Regions from separate parts of the Sus scrofa genome. Here region 2 is linked to region 1. A link is a contact called in public HiChIP or PLAC-seq data. All regions are on one chromosome and are shown on one strand. Each heading gives the region's core, a stretch centred on a gene start, on an enhancer-like site or on the middle of the called end of the contact. The rest is flanking DNA. Distances are from core to core; before and after follow the strand shown. Region 1 holds the start of GRB2 (growth factor receptor bound protein 2). Region 2 holds the start of SLC25A19 (solute carrier family 25 member 19).

Evidence for each region. HiChIP or PLAC-seq counts read pairs in DNA pulled down with a chosen protein or histone mark.
Region 2: a contact with region 1 is called in an H3K27ac HiChIP or PLAC-seq map of alveolar macrophages. The contact joins the promoter of SLC25A19 here to the promoter of GRB2 in region 1. A contact is called at or near these places in 2 of 5 promoter capture datasets (fetal liver and liver), 9 of 47 Hi-C or Micro-C datasets (embryonic fibroblasts, epiblast stem cells, heart right ventricle and 2 more) and 2 of 2 datasets of contacts at active chromatin or transcription factors (alveolar macrophages and skeletal muscle).

What each region holds. Positions count from the first base shown.
Region 1 is chr12:5,939,103-5,942,163 of Sscrofa11.1, reverse strand. It overlaps GRB2 (growth factor receptor bound protein 2), which reads right to left and starts at 1,441. Exons shown (of 6, transcript NM_001137628.1): 1 at 1,311-1,441.
Region 2 is chr12:6,032,034-6,035,094 of Sscrofa11.1, reverse strand. It overlaps SLC25A19 (solute carrier family 25 member 19), which reads right to left and starts at 1,434. Exons shown (of 8, transcript NM_001164514.1): 1 at 1,359-1,434; 2 at 834-887. LOC102165522 (a long non-coding RNA gene) reads left to right here and starts at 1,449. Exons shown (of 3, transcript XR_002336994.1): 1 at 1,449-1,550.

The DNA.
Region 1 (3,061 bases), core at 192-2,691:
ACTTGTGATCTAGTGCAGTATTAGTGCAGTATTGGTTACGGCTGAACTCAATCCTTTGAGCCTCCCAGCTCCCAGGGGGAGACCTTAAGTCTCGCACAGCTCTCTAGCAACCCTTCTGGCTGACTGAAGAAACACAGTGGACGCTTCACAGCAAAGGATAAAGCAGGGAAGAGGGCATCATCTTTCCGGGAGAGAAACGGAATCTTTAAATGAGGGAGAAAAACGAACGGGCGAAAGAGCAGAAACCTCAAAAAATTATGCCAAAAGGGACAATAAGGAGGAAGGGGAAGTAGATTAGACTAAAAGGGGGGAGGGGGCAAGTGACTTGCATTATACGGAGTAAGCATTTCGTGGCCGCAGAAGACAAGGGAGAAGTTTAGAAAGGCAGCAACTGTGGAGTGCAAAGTGAACAGAGGGACTAGAAAGCCCAGAAGACTAAAGCGAATTTCTCTAGTGCGCCTTTCTTTTCCACCCTCTTCTGAGACTCAAGAGTAGCAAAAGACAGAACCCGCGAGGGCACTTCGGCTCTTCTGCAAAGTATACTTTTGCTGCATCTGAAGCCAGCCTAGGTGAACTCCCTAAATAAGCTGTTAACTAGCATGGCTTTACAATCCTATACACAGAGAGAGCTGCAAATGAAAAGTGCCAGCGATTCTCTGCCCTCGATCACGGAAATCTTTCTTCGGAGCATTCCGATTAACTGCTGCTTACTTTTCTTAACAAATGTTTTTAGGGAAGCAGTCAAAAAAAAAAAAAAAGCGCAATAAAAGTAAAGGTATTTCTACTGGCTCCGGTAACAAACGTCCTCGCTCACAGTATTAATAGGGTTGGTGGGTTTCCTCCCAAAATTCGGCCCCCAAACACCAGGAGTTGGTGACGTGGTGGCCGTATAGGTCGAAGGAGCATCAATCACCATATTTGCAACCCGCCTCGAATCCCCCGCCTCCCGGGCCAAGTCACACTGACTCACAGAATGATTACCCTGTGTTCTCGGGCTTCTCCGGGTCCCCCCTGTGCAAACCTTCACGAAGAAAGCATAAAATTAAATCAGGAGCCCCCAGCCTCTCGTCCAGGGCTCTGTTCCAAGCCAAGGGTACTGAGAGGACGGTCCCCGGGAAGGAAGCGCCCCAAAAGGGGAAACATGGAGCCCGGAGCCCGGGCGCTCCGCTCCCCGCCCGGAGCCTCGCACTCCCGACCCCCAGGCCCGGCAGCCCACGGTACCCTGGGCCCGGTCCCCCGGGGCCGACTCCCGCGACGAAGCGGGGAGGAAGCAGCACGCGAGCAGCGCCGTCGCCGCCAGCCACACTCACCGTGGCGCAGCTGCTCCGCTCCACGCCCGGCCGGCCCCTCTGCAGCGGTGCGAGCGGCCGCAGACCCCTCTGCTGCTCCCCGAGGGCAGCGCCTATTCTCGCCGCCGTCACCGCCACAGTCTTCGTCGTCGCCGCCGCGGTCCGGTAGCTGAAGCAGCACAGCCGCCTCGCTTCCGCTCCTGGTCGGGGTCCCGCGAGAACTTCCCTGTGCGGCCCCGCCCCGCCCCGCCCCCGCGAGACTTCCCCCGGCGGAAAAGGCCCAGAGCGCAAGCGCTCCTCCTCCGCCAGGCCCCCCGCAGGTAGATCAGCTACAGGCCAGAGCGCAGGCGCCAGGCCGCCCCGCAGCAGGTGGCACCGACAGGGCTCCACCCCTGGGTCGCCGTAACCCTTTCGGTGCCAGAGCGGGTCAATTACAACTCACCTCCGAAAGAAAGGACTTTTTTTTTTTTATGCCCCACATTTGCATGATTCAATTGTCATATTACTTTTGATGGCCGATATCAACTTATTTTTTTTTTATTTCTCCACTGTACAGCAAGGGGGTCAGGTTATCCTTACATGTATACATTACAATTACATTTTTCCCCCAGCCAAGAAAGGACTTTTATGCACACCCTAATCACTTCGTTTTCCCCTTCCACCAACCCAGTTTGGCGGGGTTGGGGGGGAATCTCCCTCCCACGTGAAGCAAGCCAAATAGAGGATCAGGTCTGGAAATATTTGAGAATCTGGTCCAAACAAACTCTGCTGCGTTAGGTGAATGAACATATTCGTTCGCTCATCGATTGAACCAAGTGCCTAGTACATTCTAAGCACTGTGTCAAGTATAGAGGGTCCAACTAAGAACAGAAATCCGGGCCCTTTCTGCACAGAAACGAATTCAAGATCTATAGGAGGGAAAGAACAAATAATACCATAAGTACGGTCAGAATTATTTGGAGAAGGCTGAGGAGAGGCGAGGGGTCGCCGCTCCTCCCATCTCAGAAAAGCGTTCTCGGAGAACGCTGTGGCGTTATCTGAGCTGTCTTGGAGGATGAGTAGGAGTTTGCCAGAGAAGCCATTGCAAGGGCATTCCAGGCAAAGGGAACAGCACGCACGTACGAGGGAACGGAGGCGTGGGCATCGTGTTCCCTGCAACGCGAAGTAGTTTGATTCCTGTATGAGGCGGGGTGAGTTACCTGGTAGTGGCAGAAGATGAGGCTTGGAGGAGTAACTCTTATTTTTCAGTCCCAATCAAAGGAGAGAACAGAGCATCTGACGGTGATGTGAATTCCGGAAGCCACCAAAAGAGCAAGATATAAAAATTAAGAAACGTGGGAGTTCCTGTCCTGGCACAGTGGTGAATGAATCTGACTAGGAACCATGAGGCTGCGGGTTCGATCCCTGGCCTTGCTCAGTGGGTTGGGGATCTGGCGTTGTCGTGAGCTGTGGTGTAGGTCGCAGACGCGGCTCAGATCCCGCATTGCTGTGGTTCTGGCGTAGGCCGGCAGCTACAGCTCTGATTGGACCCCTAGCCTGGGCCCTAGAAAGGCCAAAAAGACAAACAAAACAAAACATGATTCCCTGAAGAAAACAAGCCCGTTGAAATAAAGAGTATGAATTATTCTTTCACCAAGTATTTGTCAAGCATCAGCTGCATGCGTGGCACGCAGGGTGATAAATGAACTGGACAGAGCCTCTGTTTTCAGCAGTTTGTCTTCTAGAGGAGAGTTGTCTGGTCTGCAAGACAGAAGAGTTGGCCCTAAGGGTCA
Region 2 (3,061 bases), core at 185-2,684, 93 kb before region 1:
GGAACCTCCATACGCAGCAGGTATAGCCCCCCCTCGCCACCCCAAAAAAGTCTAATGGTATGAAACCTCCCCACCCTTGCCAGGAATGTGCCCATTCCTCGCTAACTTCTCTGCACACCCTCAAAGGTCACGCTGAGCAGTGCTGGTTCCCTGCTGTCAAGAAGGGGGCATTTCTATAAGTAGGCGTTCTGTATAGCTGGACATAATCTTACACCTCAAATCAAGAAGCCTGAGTTCAGGGAGTTCCTGCTGTGGCTCAGTGGATTAAGAATCCTACTAGGATCCATGAGGATGCGGGTTCGATCCCTGGCCTCACTCAGTGGGTTAAGGATCCCACATTGCTGTGAGCTGTGGTGTAGATTCACAGCTGCAGTTCCAATTTGACCTCTAGCCTGGGAACCTCTATATGCTATGGGTGTGGTCCTAAGAATAAATAAATAAATAGAAAACTACTTTATAAGAAAAAAAAAGAAGGGAGTTCCCTTCATGACTCAGCAGAGACAAATCTGACCAGCATCCATGAGGACAAAGGTTCAATCCCCGACCTTGCTCAGTGGGTTAAAGATCTGCCATTGCTTTGAGCTGAGGTGTAGGTCACAGACTCGGCTCAGATCCTGCGTTGCTGTGACTGTGGTGTAGGCCCGTGGCTATATCTCAGATTGGACCCCTAGCAGGTTTCATTTTCTTCTGGAAAATGGTAATGATGGTGGCCCTGCCTAGCCAGATTCCTGGAAGGAACATCCAAGATATCATGTGTGATAAGCTCTGTAAGAAAGGTAAAATTTTTTTACACGTGAAAGGGCTTGTAAATCACAATTCAGTAGTGGCCTTACTTTTTCTGCGGGTTCAAAATTTCCTTCTTGTACCAAAAAGCCTTGATATTTAATCTGAAGAGACAAGATAAAAAATGAAATATGATTACATGTATGATACAATTCAGTATTCAGAAGATAGGGAGCCGCTGGTGTCTCCCTTAGCCACTCCCCTTTTACTACTGCAGCAGCTATGCAGGTCTCCCGCGGTGAGCGTGTGTGCCCCTGGGCTCAGCTGAGAGTCTCTGCAGATGTGCCCACGTGTGGACACAGATGTCCACGTGTGCCTTTGAGCGTGTTTTTTCTCTCCGAGTCAGAGAAGACACCCGCGAGGTGGGCTCCCGCGTGTAGAAGTGCCCGGGGCGTGTCCAGGATTTTGCTCCCTGCGTCCCTGAAGATGCTTCTCACGTCAGACGTGACACGTGTGGGTACAGTCCCAGCCCCCGCGTGAGTACTTGCGCGTGTGGGCCCCTCCCGGGGAGCAGGGGAGCGACGGTGCAGGTCCCCGAGAAAAGTGCCAGGAGGGAGGAGGTAAAGGTCACTCACCCAGCTCAGAGGGCGCGGCAGAACTCTCCGCGCTCTTCTCTCCCTCCCTTCTCGCGCACGCTAACAGCAAAATTTAACTGCTCTTGGCAGGAACCGACGGGCTTCGGGACCAATCACCGCGCAGCTTCCGACAGACGCTGAACCAATGGTTGCAAGCCGCCCCTGGACCAACGCCTCTCAAGTTACCTCTGGGTAATGTAGTCCTTCGCTACCAAGGTTGTTTTCACCGCCCCCTTACCCCGCGAGGCGCAGAGCCTCCTGGGAGATGTAGTCCCTCGGCGCACGCGTGCGCAAATATAACCCACGCGTTGGAAGGAGGCGGGTCCCAAGCCAGACTGCGTACTTGGAGGTCGCGGTGCAAAGTGGCCCGCGCTTTAGATCAGCCTGCTGGCCGGCGGAAGTTTAGGGCGTTCTGGACTTGACCTCCTTTCCTCAAAACCGTCGTAGTTCCAGAATCCGGATAATCTAAACTTGGAAAAGATGGCGGGAAGCTTAATCAAAGCCTGGAGGCCATGGAGGAGGGAATAGATGAGTTTTTAAGTCCAAGATGGGGACGGCAAAAATACAGAGGTTTTGTTTGCCCTTAGGAAAATAAAAATACATAGACATATTACAGAAAATGTAGAAATAAAGGGGAAATGACTCATCCTACCTTTCTTACGCAAATAGCATCAGCGTTTTGCAGGACAGTATTTCTTCCTGATTTTTAAATAAATTGTTTTTTACATTAGTGCAATCATTTTGACGCACAATATCTATTTTTAATTTTTTTTTTCTTTTGTCCTGTGGCCTACGGAAGTTCCCGGACCAGGGATCGAATCCGAACCTCAGCTGTGACCTAAATCTCAGCTGTGGCAACACTGGATTCTTAACACCTTTTGGCACTGCAGGATCTCCTTTATTGCACAATTTAAAATCTTTTCATGCATATGCAGTAGTAGAGAGACCAGCTCAATGAGCCACCATATAGTCATTACTGAACTTCAGCAATTAACCAACCCTTGGTCAGTCTCATTTCCTCTATACCAGCAGCTATGTGCCACTGGTGCGGAGTCCAGACTCAATTTATTGGCCTCACTGCAGGACAAGCCAATAAATTGGAAGAGGAAAATTAAAAAAAAAAAAAATGAAAGAGGAGTTTTGGGGGCAAGGAATAATGACTTTATTGAGAATGCCAGCAGACTGAGAAGATGGTGGACTCTTGTCCCAAAGAACTGTCTGGCCTGGGTTAGAATTCCGGCTTCTTTTATGAGGGAGTCACACAGTTCCTGGTTCCAGTCAGCCTCAGAAGGGATGTGTTAATTTATTCTTTCCTGCAGTCACACAGATGGGCCTGGTCAGGAGGTTTCCTGGGAGCTGAACAAAGCAATTTTTTCTTTTTTCTTTTTTTGGCTTTTAGGGCCGCACCCATGGCATATGGAAGTTCCCAGACTAGGGGTCGACTCAGAGCTTCAGCTGCCAGCCTACGCCATAGCCACAGCAGCTCAGGATCCAAGCCTCGTCTGTGACCTACACCACAGCTCCTGGAAACACTGGATCCTTAAGCCACCGAGCGAGGATCGAACCCGCATCCTCATGGATACTAGTTGGGCTCGTTACCAGTGAGTCACAACAGGAACTTCCAACAAAGCTATCTTAGCTTAACTCTCATTTCGTGGGAGACAGAGTTCCCAGAGATAGGGATCTTGTATAATTTAAGCTTA